Regions from separate parts of the Lactuca sativa genome. Here region 1 is linked to region 2. A link is a contact called in public Hi-C data. All regions are on one chromosome and are shown on one strand. The core of a region is the stretch at or near the end of the contact, and the rest is flanking DNA. Distances in the headings are between cores, read along the strand shown. Region 1 holds the start of LOC111896363 (probable E3 ubiquitin-protein ligase ARI8). Region 2 holds the start of LOC111918405 (aspartic proteinase 36).

Evidence for each region. Hi-C and Micro-C count contacts between places; a contact is called where the count stands out from the background.
Region 1: a contact with region 2 is called in a Hi-C map of leaf, with 4 times the contacts expected there. The contact joins the promoter of LOC111896363 here to the promoter of LOC111918405 in region 2. A contact is called at or near these places in 3 of 4 Hi-C or Micro-C datasets (leaf and seed).

What each region holds. Positions count from the first base shown.
Region 1 is chr4:354,649,448-354,652,797 of Lsat_Salinas_v11, reverse strand. It overlaps LOC111896363 (probable E3 ubiquitin-protein ligase ARI8), which reads right to left and starts at 1,484. Exons shown (of 1, transcript XM_023892368.3): 1 at 1-1,484. The coding sequence starts at 1,251.
Region 2 is chr4:354,347,139-354,350,474 of Lsat_Salinas_v11, reverse strand. LOC111918405 (aspartic proteinase 36) reads left to right here and starts at 1,349. Exons shown (of 12, transcript XM_023914075.3): 1 at 1,349-1,850; 2 at 2,049-2,169; 3 at 2,315-2,742; 4 at 2,847-3,003; 5 at 3,166-3,248; 6 at 3,336. The coding sequence starts at 1,561.

The DNA of each region.
Region 1 (3,350 bases), core at 235-2,734, 300 kb before region 2:
TTGACAGAAATTCAAGCTCAGTGTTTTGATATGGATTTCATCGATTCTATGCATGTCTGAAAGTGCTTGTTTTCTTGATTTTTCATTTGCAGCCCATCGTTCGTAGTAATGTGTGTATCTTTCTATTGCTTTTTTAGCTAACTCTCTTTGTCGTTCAGATTCGGGAATTAGTCCACCTTCTTGGGATTTCGTATATCGATTGCATGCTCTTCCATCGTGTCCTACATATGGGCCAAGACATAGCCAACAGAACTCGAATCCACATGGAGGTCTGCAAGTCATGTGCATACAACCATGGTTCTTTTCAATTGATCGTTTGCATTTCGGACATGGCTTTGTGTATGCGAGGATCCAGTTTGTGTTTTCAGCTTCGGTGCTGTTTTTGAGAACCCATTTAGCTACGGTTTCACAACCTAGAGGACGATGAGCGTCTTCCATACACTTCCAGCAGAAAGTATGCTTACAGAGACAAGAAACATCGTAGTTACCAGTTTCGGAATCATCGTTGAATTCTACAGCGTAATCGCAGCCTGGACCAGTGCACCATTTGATCTTCTCGTTGCTCTCGACATAAGACATGAGAAGAAAACGGGCGTATCTTTTCTTTTTGTTCGCCGGAGCCAACGCTTTGACCATGTCCGGACCAACAGCAGCGTCACAAGAAGGTTCGGGACACTTTAGAGTTAAGCATCCAGGGCCGTCGTCGATGGCGGTGCAAACGTAAGCCGTCCAACACGTCTTACAGAATTGATGATCGCATCCACATGTCGCAGTGTTACGCTTTCTAATCGATTCAAAACAAATCCCACAATCGACAAATTCTTTACCTGATTGAGGGAACTTAATAGCCGGATCAACGTCCGGTAAACCAACAAATCTGCGAACTTTATCTTCGTCTTCAAACCAAGCTTCGTGAACACTATTCACAATCCAATTATAACGCAGCAACAGCAGGCACGCAGTATCTCTCGGGATCATCGGTAGAACCGCGATAACCCTAGTGATGTCTTCTTCTTGACGCTGAAAGAGGTCCTCTTCTTTCAGTATCACATAGCTTTTCTTGCTAGTACAACTTACGCTATTGATCAGAACATTGGAATCATCGGCTCCATCATCTACATCAATGCCATCATCACCATCGTTATAATCGTCGCCAGTATAGTCATCATCGAAGTAATCTTCATCATCAGAAAAAACAGGGGATGCATATCGCAAAAGAGCAGGATCAAGGTCGGAATCCATGGGTTGCATGGAGGAAAACGATGAAATTGTAAATAAATAATTAGTTTATACTAAAATTGAGGGCGATCGGAATCGATCGAGTTGAGATTGATCAGGAGAATTTAGGGTTTAAGAAGGAGTGTTCGAGTGACGAAGATAGCGAAATAATTGGGGATTCTTGGAGGTTAATTTACAGAATTTATCGGAGAAAGTGAAGACCAAGACTTTTAACTTTTAAGGTTTGATGTAACTTCGATTTTTGGGCCAAGTGGCCCAAAACTGAATGGTATATATGTTGTAAAATTGGTCTCGATTAATATAGTAAAAGTATAACAAATTATTGGAAAAATTATTTTATTATTAAATTGTACTCGAACATTCATGTGGATTATGTTGACATCTAGTAGTCATGTTCAAATGCATAAGAGACATATGTTGTAGTGCATGACATCGCATACATTATGCATTTTATGAAATAATCGTAACGATTACATCATAAATTTGACCTCATCGGCTATGGTCGGACAACGATATTTACTTAGGACTATCTTATTTTGTATTGGTAAGGTTTCACATATGAAATCTTTCACCATCAATCATTTCAAGATTTTGTCAATATATATACTAGTAGTGTACTATACAAATAAGGCTCTCACTCCGACAAACTTCATTAATAATCGAGTTGGAAAAGATAAACAAAGTTGAGGCAGATCTGAGTAATTAACATCGATCCCAAGACAGAACATGAACGCCCAAAACATCCCCGTCTTCCAGCATAGATCGTACACCACCACGATTACCTGCAAAACACACACACATGATAGAAGCACATAAATCATACATGGTCACAAACACTATTTAATTATCTCAAAAGCTCCCATACACTCTTGCATATACACACCTAACTTAATTGTCGGTTACAAGGAGTGTAACCCCAAGATAACCCCCAATAATTATATCTTGCCTAGTGTTTCCTTTTGTGGTCATTAGATGTTGTAGCATTTCTCTATTGGGTTATGATGGCTTATGATGTGCGAAAATCAAAATGAGACCCCATATTTTATTTATTTATTTGTAAAATATTATTAAATAATTTTGCTATCACTAAATTTAAAAATTAAATTTGCTAGCAAACATATTGTAAATTTACTAACACAATATTATATTTTCACTCATTAATAATAAGTTGTAACTGTTACAAGAAATTTTCAAAAAAAAAAAAAAGTCAGTGGATTGCTATTTTCTAAACATCGATATTCTAGTATTTTTAGAAGCAAGTTCATCTATTACACTTTCATAATCAATATTATCAAGAAATATGTTTCAACTTAAATTAAAGCTAAAGTGTTTAATATCTTTTGAGACATGGTCGATTGTAAATAAGATTTTAAAAGTTTTAATTTTGAACAACTTCTTTCCAATTATGCAACTGTAATGGGAACAATCAACAATATTATGTATGATAGATAAGAAACTGGATAAGTGTTTATCATTTTTAAAAGATTTAGTATTCCATTAGCTATATTATCTTCATCTGGTAAATATTTATTTTTAACAATTTGAGTTCGTTAGATAAATCATCAACATCGATGTCTAAGATATGGCCATTTGCAACCTCTTTTCAAGATTTTTGCAACCTGCTTTTAACATAGTAGTATTCATTGATTTCAACTTTTTTGTTGTGAATAAAAAACCAAAAATATCTTCGAATTGTTTTTATTGTTCAAAACTTCACTTCAATGAACCAATAGTTTGATCAACTATGTACACAAAATACTAAATCATGAATGACTCTTCAGGTGAAAGTTCATATACCAGTTCTGATGACCCAACACCATTCTCATCAAAATGTACTTTTTATATTCTTATTTAATTATTTTCCTCAACAAACATCGGATCAACGCCTAAATCAGAATTCATAGCTCTTGCACAATCCAAAACCGTCTCAAACCCATTCCCTCGGTAGTCTTTAAAGAAACTCAATAAGTGCTCCCACACTACTCATTGCTTCATCAATACGCATCGTCTCAGATTGAAGTTGTTTGTTCAGGTTATTTACTTTAGACAATATATGATACCATATAACCATACCAATTATAAAGTCAAATCTACCAAGTTCATACTCTGCT
Region 2 (3,336 bases), core at 100-2,599:
ATTAAGTGTTGATATTTATAAGAACCAAGAACTTATGACAATTAAAATTTCTATAAATGGAAATATCTATCTTATCTATCGGATGATGACTTTATATTTTTAAGCATACATTCAGTGGTATTTACAATAACAAATAATGTTTATGACATTTTTTTTAACATTTAAATATGAATAGTACTAGTGATATAGTATCATTTTTAAGAATACATTAATTGATATTATCTTATGTACTTGTGAAACAAATATTATATTAAATTCGTATTATATTGAAGCATTAGAAACATGTTGAATGAGTAATTATGTAATTTGATTTCGAACCAAGAGATGGTGATATCGGTTTATATCTAATAAAAGATTAGCACTCCTCATCTGAGTCAAAGTAACTCGCTGAGTTAATTGAGTTTTAGTAAAAAGACAAAACGAAAAAAAAAACTAATAAAAACCGCAAAAAAAAAAAACCGAACCGCAAAAAACTGCAAAAACCAAACCGCATAAAACCGAACGGTGCAGTTTCTAAATTTCAAAAAACCGAAGTTACGGTTTCCGGTTCGGTTTTGACCAAAACCCGCACCGAACCGCACCATGCTCACCCCTATTCTTAACCATTCAATTAAGAGGCAACCTAACAACCATTAAGTATTCTAGGCGTTTGGCAGGTTAAAAAATACTTCTTAACTGCTAAGGGCCCCAATTTTATCTCCGAATCACTCAAAAGATAAAGAGGTGTTGAACCAAGTATTCATGTATATAAAAATCTATATCTTATCTAATTCTATCTCCGAGTCTCTCAACGTCATGGTCCCAATCCATAGAAGTAACATCAACTTCATCTTTCTCATACACCTTGATCTCGAACTGACACACACCTCCATCTTAAGATTAATTTCTATAACTTTTGCAAATATTATATATAAAAAATGATGTTATTTATGTAACTTTTTGTCAATAAAGGATTAATAATACATTGTTTATATGCATTTGATTTGAAATTGTTACAATTAAAATGGTAAAATGATATTTTTTTTCAATCATCATATCCATTCAGTAAACCTTACCGAACAACTTAGAATCATTCAACCCAACTTTGGTTCAATCTTAATGGTTCATGCCTCTTAATTGTTAAACGTTGGATTATTCACTTTCTATCAAACAACCATTAGTACTACGAAAATTTTCGTTTGATTCTATTGGTTGCAATAATCTATATAATAATTTTAGTATAATTTAGTTAAAGAAAGCATAATTAAATACATAAATGAGAGCAAAAAAAAAATCCCAAATAAAATCATAGACGAGTATTAAATATTTGATTCTGATAATTTGTTTTTATTTGAAATCTAAATGAAATAAAAGTTAAAGAAAAGGATTAGATTGCAAGCAAGAAGGAGGTCGTCGTCTTCGTTCGTCGTCGTTCGTGTCGGGAACGTTACTTACCGCTGACTTCACCATATCCTCCTTCTCCGCCTCCCCTTCCTCCATTTTTCTCTCTCTAAATCCTCCCTAGAGAGAGAGAAATCCTTCCATTTTCATCTCCCTTCACCGATCGGTGATATCCCAATTATGCCGCGATTCACAGCCCTATTGATCTGGTCGGTTTTTGTACTATTTCACTTTCCTCCGTCGTCATCGTTAAGGTATGTTTCTGCTCTTAAAAACGATTCGAACACTGTTATTATCCGGCCTCCACGCGCCGGTAGCAATCGCCACACCATGTTTCTACCTCTTTTCCCCTCTCCTCCTAACTCCTCCCGGATCTCCGGCGATGTGGCATCTCGACGTCACCTCCAGAAATCCGATGCTCCTCGACCAAACGCTCGCATGGCTCTCCATGACGATCTCCTCCTCAACGGGTAATTTTAGGCGTTTTCTAGATCTATTTCACTGAACCACAAACTTTCAATCACTTCAATTCTGAAAATTCAAACTGATTTCATGTCTTATTTCCATTTTTCAAAATTGAAAACTGTAGTGAGTTCCTATTTGTTCTAAATTTAGAGGTAGTGCTCCGAGGTTTACGATCTGTGTGGAATTTTATTGATGGTTTACAGGTATTACACCACGAGACTCTGGATTGGATCGCCGCCACAGAGATTCGCACTGATTGTCGACACAGGGAGTACTGTTACTTACGTCCCATGCGCTACCTGTGAACAATGTGGCAAGCATCAGGTACTTTCTTCCCGTGATTCCATTCCAATTCATTCGCTTTATGTGATCTTATCTACGCATTTGCTTATGTTCAGAATATAATTAGGGTTCCGAATAGGAACACCAATTTAACTGTTTGTTAATGTTATCGATTCACATTTACCAGGATCCAAAGTTCGATCCAGAATCATCCACCTCCTACAAGCCTGTGGAATGCAACATCGATTGCACCTGTGATAACAACAAAGAACAATGCATCTACGAAAGACAATATGCAGAAATGAGTTCCAGCAGTGGTGTTCTTGGTGAAGACATCATATCATTTGGCAACCAAAGTGATCTTCAACCTCAGCGAGCAGTTTTCGGGTGTGAAAACAGAGAAACAGGTGATCTCTACAGTCAACATGCTGATGGAATAATGGGATTAGGTCGTGGTGATTTAAGCATAGTTGATCAACTTGTTGATGGAGGTGTGATAAGTGATTCCTTTTCTTTATGCTATGGAGGAATGGATGTTGGTGGTGGTGCCATGGTTCTTGGTGGAATCTCTCCCCCTGAAGACATGGTGTATACCCATTCAGACCCTGTTCGCAGGTATGTTTTGTATCTATCTAACTTATAGATACAAAACTTCAATCTCTAACATAAATACATTTGATACATCTCACACATTTACTCTAGTCTCGGGATGGCAACAGCCCATATTACAATATTGAGTTGAAGGAGTTACATGTTGCTGGGAAACGGTTGCCTTTAAACCCGAGTGTTTTTGATGGAAAGCATGGAACAGTTCTTGATAGTGGGACCACTTATGCTTATCTTCCTGAAGCAGCTTTTGAAGCTTTTAAACATGCTGTAAGTTTATTTCTTAAAAGGGAAAAAAACTTTTCTTTATGTATCAAGATACCAACCCTTTACCTGTTTGCTCTTCTTGTAAGGGTAAAATGGTCATTTAGATGCAACATTTTATCAGATGGGTAGTGTTTAATTAGTGATTATCTCTTATATTATATGTAGATCTTGAAAGAACTTGAAGGTGTTCATATGATCAAAGGACCTGATCCAAGTTATAATGACATTTGCTTCTCGGGTGCTGGAAGGTAATGTTTATTATCTGTTTATCATTAATCATTGTATAAAAGTAAATAATAATAATAATATGAAAATGATAATCTTTTTATTTTCAGT